Linked DNA regions of Macaca mulatta: region 1 is linked to region 2. The links are chromatin contacts, called in public Hi-C maps. All regions are on one chromosome and are shown on one strand. Each heading gives the region's core, a stretch centred on a gene start, on an enhancer-like site or on the middle of the called end of the contact. The rest is flanking DNA. Distances are from core to core; before and after follow the strand shown.

The links. Hi-C and Micro-C count contacts between places; a contact is called where the count stands out from the background.
Region 1: a contact with region 2 is called in a Hi-C map of fetal cortex germinal zone, with 4 times the contacts expected there. The contact joins the enhancer-like site here to the promoter of NDUFAF5 in region 2. A contact is called at or near these places in 3 of 14 Hi-C or Micro-C datasets (blood, fetal cortex germinal zone and fetal cortical plate).

What each region holds. Positions count from the first base shown.
Region 1 is chr10:70,911,279-70,914,848 of T2T-MMU8v2.0, reverse strand. All of the region lies in intron 8 of SPTLC3 (serine palmitoyltransferase long chain base subunit 3), which reads left to right. Among named protein-coding and RNA genes, the nearest start is that of ISM1, 100 kb to the right of the region's middle. Within about 2 kb of position 1,303, at least 2 of the 40 cell types and tissues checked have an H3K27ac peak or open chromatin away from gene starts, as enhancers often do. A contact at or near this core is called in fetal cortex germinal zone and fetal cortical plate, where this site is marked.
Region 2 is chr10:70,240,779-70,244,388 of T2T-MMU8v2.0, reverse strand. NDUFAF5 (NADH:ubiquinone oxidoreductase complex assembly factor 5) reads left to right here and starts at 1,530. Exons shown (of 12, transcript XR_013399743.1): 1 at 1,530-1,787. ESF1 (ESF1 nucleolar pre-rRNA processing protein homolog) reads right to left here. Exons shown (of 15, transcript XM_077951185.1): 2 at 1,374-1,397.

The sequences.
Region 1 (3,570 bases), core at 54-2,553, 670 kb before region 2:
TTAGACAAACCAAGAAGTGCAGCAGAAAACAGTCCTCTCATTGAAAGCTCATGATTTAAAACAACAGATTTAATTCTGGCCACTGGCTCTGCCATGAAATGCACAGATGCTTAAAATGTTCAGAGTTGTAAGTGGTTTTTACCCTTCAATAAACACTGCTTTCTTTCGGGTTCAAAGCATTGTTTTTCATCCCCTCTCCACTTGCCTGTGGGAATTAGCCAGGTAATGCTAAAACCATTGGGAATGCCCAGGATCTTACAAAATTCAGCTAAATCTGGTGAAAGGTTAAATGTTCCCTTCCTAGACTGCCGAAGCAGTAGGATCAGAGGGTCTCAAATTTAGGAGCTCCCTGATCCCGGCTACATTGCCTTGTGAGCTCGTGGTTTTGTGATTACTTTAGCAGCAGTTCTGAACTTCAAAATTTTTAACCAAGCGTAACTCTGTTTCCTGAACCAAAGGCACCTGAATAAACTGAAGCAAGCCAATCCTTGAAATGTTGTCAAATTTGGTGCATGTCACATTTTTCCTCCTAGAGTGCCTTCATTTGATACCCACTTTAAACAAAGGCTCGTGACTAGCAGAAGTAAAGACCAGTTCACCATGATTCTCTCTCATGCTCTCCATTCTTTTTTTTTTTTTTTTTTTTTTTTTTTTTTGAGACGGAGTCTCACGCTGTTGCCCAGGCTGGAGTGCAGTGGCGCGATCTCGGCTCACTGCAAGCTCCGCCTCCCGGGTTCCCGCCATTCTCCTGCCTCAGCCTCCTGAGTAGCTGGGACTACAGGCGCCCGCCACCGCGCCCGGCTAATTTTTTTTTTGTATTTTTAGTAGAGACGGGGTTTCACTGTGGTCTCGATCTCCTGACCTTGTGATCCGCCCGCCTCGGCCTCCCAAAGTGCTGGGATTACAGGCTTGAGCCACCGCGCCCGGCCCATGCTCTCCATTCTGACATTAGCAAGAGTATCTTTAAGGTGTAGATGTTCCTGTGTACACAATTTCTACTCATTTGGCGTAGATACCGAGCAATTGTGAAAATTACCATTATTTACATTAATCCGGATGCAGAAAAAGTATGTACATCTGTTCCTTTTCTTACCTTTTAAAATGCTCGTTTTGTGCATATTTACATCCAGAGGGTCGCATCGTTCATTCCCTTTCCTCTCCCTCCTTTTTCCTCCCCACCTTTCTCTGTCTTCTCTTCCCCTCATGTTGCACTGCAGTGTCTAAATTTACCACTAGATGGCAGCAAGAATTAGAGGTGTTTGGCAGAGACCCGTTAGCCTCCCCTGAGATCTACCGCCCTAAAACAGCAAGATGCAAAACCTTGAAAACATAGGACTGTTTCCAAGACCTGGGCGGTGAGCAGGAGCGCACTTAAGAAAATGCATGTATCTCTGATGACTTAAAAATCAGCCAGATACACACCTATGGTTTTGATGAGACTGTGACAAACCTGGGTAAACAGGCTTCCTTTCGGCCTAATGAGCTCCTGATTTAATGGAACTTAGGTATCTGTTCCTTTGTACCTTTAATTCTTTTTAATTATGTTAATTTTTATTATGTATAATTTCAAGTCAAATTATATATTGTATTCCTATGAACTTTAGACAATTTTGTGAAGAATTTTTACTTTGAGTCTGTTTAAATTATGCTTTTTAACTGAAACAACATAGGATTGGGCAAATACTAAAGAAAAACTACTTCTACTAGTAGTTTGAAAAACTACTTCTACTAGTATGTTTAAATAATTAGAGTACAGTTTTCAAACTCTGATAACTGTACTGTAAGATAGATAGATAGACAGTTGATAGACGAATAATCTCCCAGATACTTTGCCATATATCTCAGTTTAGGGGATTATTGCAAAATAGCTAGGATTCTAAACCAATGTATACAAAAGCAACAAAATTGAACATAAAAAAGTTAAAGTACACACATTCAGACTTGCTGTTTTTCTGAAACTGTATATAATTTCAATTTCACTGTGCCCACAGGGTTCTCAGTAAACCCTGAAATTTGAAAATAATCAGTTAGCTCCAAAAATCTAGAAAAAAAGATTTAAAAATCTGGCTCTTAACTCTCTTTTTAAATGATGTTAATATTGGTGTAGAGGGGCTGCATTTCCAATAACAGTGTCTGGGAGGTTCTGGAAATCTTTATGGAATGGGTCAAGGTCAGAGCTTTATATATTAGCAACTAGATGAGTCATGTAATGAAATATACTTGAAAACAAGGAGGAAAAAATGGTTTAGCATGATGATACTACCAGAGAAAACAGAGGTTTTGTTTTGACCTCAGAGCCTTTTCCTCACAAAGTGTCCTACAAATTCCCCTCTGCTAATTGGAGGTTGCTGCCAGGCTGTGATCCCCTCTTTCCACTCAAGGAAACTGCTAACAGTCTGTCCAGAGCCAGCAGAGTTTTGCTGTTCTGCTCACTTTGAGTTTGGAGCCACTATAGATGCACAGTGAACAGCCTAACTTGGAGGAGTCTGTCCTTTCAAGACTTTCCTGATGAAATTCCAGATCACTACTTCTCTCCACCTGTCAGAGCTCCATGCCATGAATGGCTTCTTTGAAGGGAAGCCTAAGCTGATGAGACTAGGTTTCTCATTTTTATTCTTTTACATCTGTATTGATCCTGCTGCTGGGAAATGTGGTCAATGCCAAAGACCCCAAACTTTTCCCCAGACAAGGATCTTGAGTCCACTTATATGCTTGGCACTGAGCACTGGCTCCCACAGCCTCCACAGGCTGACCAGAGACTTGCAAATGAATGAAGCGATGGTAGCCCTTGTAACTGATAGGTTGCAGGGCTGGAATTCTGGAGAAAGGAACTGGGACAGGGCGGACAAATTTGGGGTGAGCATTAGTCCCAGAAGCCCGCATGCCAGCCAAAGCCGGGTCGCTCTAAAAAGCGAGCCCTGCCCTGCACGCTAGGCCCTGGCTGTATTTAACATCCCTTTGAAGTAAGCAGGGGTCATGGCGTGAGCTCTGAGATGTTTATTCTAAGAGTCTCCTGTCTGATTTCCTCCCAAAAAAAGCCACCCTTGCCCTTGAACTTCAGGCCCATGGGTAGAGAAAACAATCAGGGTTTTGAACTTCCAAATGGATGTGGAAACCTCAGTATGAGGAGACCTCTAGCCCACCTTGAAGAAGACACATCCCAGACTCACCTTGCAAAAGACCAAAGCCACCTCTTAACTCATGGCTCATAGCACCCATTGGGGAAACAAGAGGGGGAATTCGTAGCCAGGAATCAAGGCTCTCCCTGACCCTCTCCAGAAGTTACTCAAAGAGCTCCATTTTTTGAACCACACAAGCAAATAAACTTCCATCCAGAAACTCAGACCCTGAGAGAAAGCGAACTCAGTCCAAAAAAAATAAAATTTGGGGCAAGATAGTCTTAACATTAAAAGGAACCAGTGCTGCACCAATGAGGTATTCATTCAAACTAAGAAGGCTCATGACCTTGACTTTAAAAAATGTCTCAATCTGTGAATTAGGGTTGGAGACATTGGGAAGAGCCCTTTTCAAGATCAAAGGAAGTTTTGTTTTGTTTCCTTGTCTGATCTT
Region 2 (3,610 bases), core at 281-2,780:
TGTCCATTGTTCTCACTTAGAATTTCTATCTGTATACCTGTATGTGTTACTAATTGAAAGCAAATGTAATTAAGATTCCCTAGACTGGGCGAGGTGGCTCACCAGCACTTTGGGAGGCCACGGTGGGTGGATCAGTTGAGCCCAGGAGTTCAGGACCAGCCTGGGTGACATGGTAAAACCCCACAAGAAATAGAAAAATGAGCCCAGCATGGTGGGCGCCTGTAGTCCCAGCTACTCTGGAGGCTGAGGCAAGAGGATCACTTCCACCCGGGAGGTGTTGACTAGAGTGAGCCTAAGGGCACTACAGCACACCAGCTGGGGCAACAGAGCAAGACCCTGTCTACCAAAAAAAAAAAGTAAGATTCCCTAGCCTCAGTTGGCCTCATTTGTTTCTTCACATTCTGGTCTCATTCTGCTACTCCTTATCTCCTGCTACTGCCAACAGCCTTTAGTTCTATAAGGCTAGCATCCTAACTAAACCGACCAAAATCAACTCAGGTTTAGCTCACAAAGTTCCCTCTTTAAATACAATCATCCTTCAAAAGTAATAAAAAGTTTAAAAATAAATAAAACAGTAAACTTGAATCTCCACGTAAAGTCTCACTCCAGTTAATAAATATCACTTATTTCTATAATATCTTATCCTACAAGTGATGAAGGCCCAAATGAGTTGATCCCCCCAAAACACACTAGAACATATATATATGTATGTATAAATTAATATTGCAATATTGCTCCCTTGTGAATAGTCCCTAATTGTTTAGCATCTCTGCATGGGAATTTTGCAAAGAGCCAAAAGTCGTTATTGACAGCAAAAAAAAAAAAAAAAAAAAAAAAAAAAATTTAAAGGCCAGCATTCCTTATTCAAAAATCAAGTCCTTTTAATTACACTAACCAGGAAAAACTGAAGCTATCGCTGGTGCATTTATACATCTTTCGATTTATTACAGCACTTAACACTCCGAGCAATCTTACGAGGTAGGTACCACCCCAACAAGCAGAAGTAATGTATGTATTGTAAATGTTTACAACGAAAGCACTCGTTGTCAGATAATTCGAGAGAGGGGAAGGCGACCAGACCTCACTTCCGACATGCGCCCACATCCCCGCAGCCCACCCTCCCCTTCTGCCCGCTCTCTAATGCGAACACAAGGCTGGCCCCTGAACGAGGGTCTCCTTCCCACCTTCCGTACCGCAGGGGGACAGCTAACAGACTGATTTGAGAAGCGACCCTGAAAAGGAGGCCGAAAAGGCTCAGGAGGAGGGGCAAAACCCCTCGCAGATCCGAAGGAGATCCTGTTAGAGACTAGTTCTTCCCCTGCGCCACACCTACGACCCCTCAAGCTCTTCAACTCGAGCTTATGCCCACTTACCGTCGGGAGTCCTTCCCGAGCCTCACATGGGGGATCACACCCACAATCCTCCGCGTGGCGCTCTGCCGTAACGGCAAGCGAAGTAGGCCAAACTACTTGCACGATCCCTCTGTGATCTTCGGAGTAGGCACAAAAGCCGCTCTGGCGCATGCGCACGACAAAAAGTGCCGGCAATTGGTGTAGCAGCTGGAGATGCTGCGGCCGGCAGGTCTGTGGCGCTTATGTCGGCGACCTTGGGCGGCAAGGGTCTCAGCGGAGAACCCTGGCCGTAGGGAAATCACCTCTGGTGTCTCTCCCCGCGGGAGCACCTCGCTCAGAGCGCTAAATATCTTCGACCGGGATTTGAAAAGGAAACAGAAGAACTGGGCGGCCCGGCAGCCGGAGCCTACGAAGTTTGACTACCTGAAGGAGGAGGTGAGCCGGCTGGGCGGTGGGGCGGACGACGCGGAGGCTTGTTTTCCTCTCCGCGAGCTCCGGCTAGGCCCCGACCTCACCCCACCTCGCCGTCTGACCTTGACTGGCAGCCCTGCCTCTCTCGGCCTGTACTGTAATCTCGCAAGGCCCAGCTTCGGATATTTGTAACGTGCTTTCATTCATTTCGGCAACGTCCCTGAGGCCGATAGAGGCCTCCAGTGAAGCTCCAGAGAGGGAGAGTGGGAGAGGAGGTCAGGAGGGTCCAAATCATCAGGGCCTTGAAGGATAGGGACTTGGGGTTTTCTTCTGTATCTGCGCTGTCCAGCCAGTGTGGTAACTGCCGGCCACACATGTGGCTGTTGAACACTTGAAAGTTGACTAGTCCAATTGAGATGTTGTAAGTGTAAAATACACACGAGTATAGTGACTTAGCATGAAAAAAGGATGTAAAATAGCTCATTAATAGCTTTTATATTGATTACATGTTGGCAGTGGTATTTCTGATATATTCGGTTCCATGAAATATATTAAATATAAATGTAAAATTAAATTTCAATTAAAATTTGAAATTAAATTTCTCTCGTTTTTACTTATGTGGCTTCTGGAAAATTTGAAATTACATATGTGGCTCTCATTTTTTGTTAGCACTGCTCTAGGGGAATGTGAAGTTCTTTTTAATCAGTGATCTGATTTATGTTTTAGGAAGATCAAATTAAGATCTCTAATTTGTCTTGGCCCGTTTGAGAAACCTCTTTCTCCCTGCCCAGATGGGCCAAAGACTGAGGGTTTCTACTTTGAGGACACGCATTCCCAAGTTCAGTCCTCAGTAAATTTTTATTCAGGAGTGGAACAAAATTGGAGTCAAGTATAATGTAACAGTTACTGAACGCCTAGCTTGAGCAGAGCTCTGTGCAAGCACACGTCTGATCAGATGATTGACAGGGTGTCTGTTTCTCAGGAAGTCTTAGGCTGATAATGTCTAGTATAGACGTAGGAAGTTTACTACCAATAAATTTTCTGGATCCTATTTGTAAGGCAGGGTGCACGGACTACACTGCTGATGTCGTGTACTTGGAAGATGTGAGCTCGTAGCCCTTTCTCCTCCAAAGAAAGTACCTGGATTCCAACTTGATTGAGGCCTTGCCAATTTGTGGGACTAGAACAAATAAAGTATATGAAGAGTTCTTTTTATAATAAACATAGGGTGTTCATATTAAGAATGATATACAGGCCGGGTGTGGTGGCTCAAGCCTGTAATCCCAGCACTTTGGGAGGCCGAGACGGGCAGATCACGAGGTCAGGAGATCGAGACCATCTTGGCTAACCCGGTGAAACCCCCGTCTCTACTAAAAAAATACAAAAAACTAGCCGGGCGAGGTGGCGGGCGCCTGTAGTCCCAGCTACTCGGGAGGCTGAGGCAGGAGAATGGCGTGAACCCAGGAGGCGGAGCTTGCAGTGAGCTGAGATCCGGCCACTGCGCTCCAGCCTGGGCAACAGAACGAGACTCCGTCTCAAAAAAAAAAAAAAAAAAAAAAGAATGATGTACAAAGTGGACTCCTGGGAAAAAACATCTATACTCCCTTCTCCCTTGCCCTTCTCTCAAAAAGCAAGTACATCTGTGTTTGGAACTTTTAAGTCCTAGTAGCAACTCTGGGGTCTTTATGAGGAAATGAGTGGAATGTGGGGAATACTGGACTCCCACATCTATATTGCTGCCAGATGAAGCTAGGCCAGCAAAAGGTGGTGTTTATCTTATGACTCTTAACTTGGGATGGGATTGGGGCAGGGGAGGTGCACTTTCCTCAGATTTGGCTTTTTGTAAC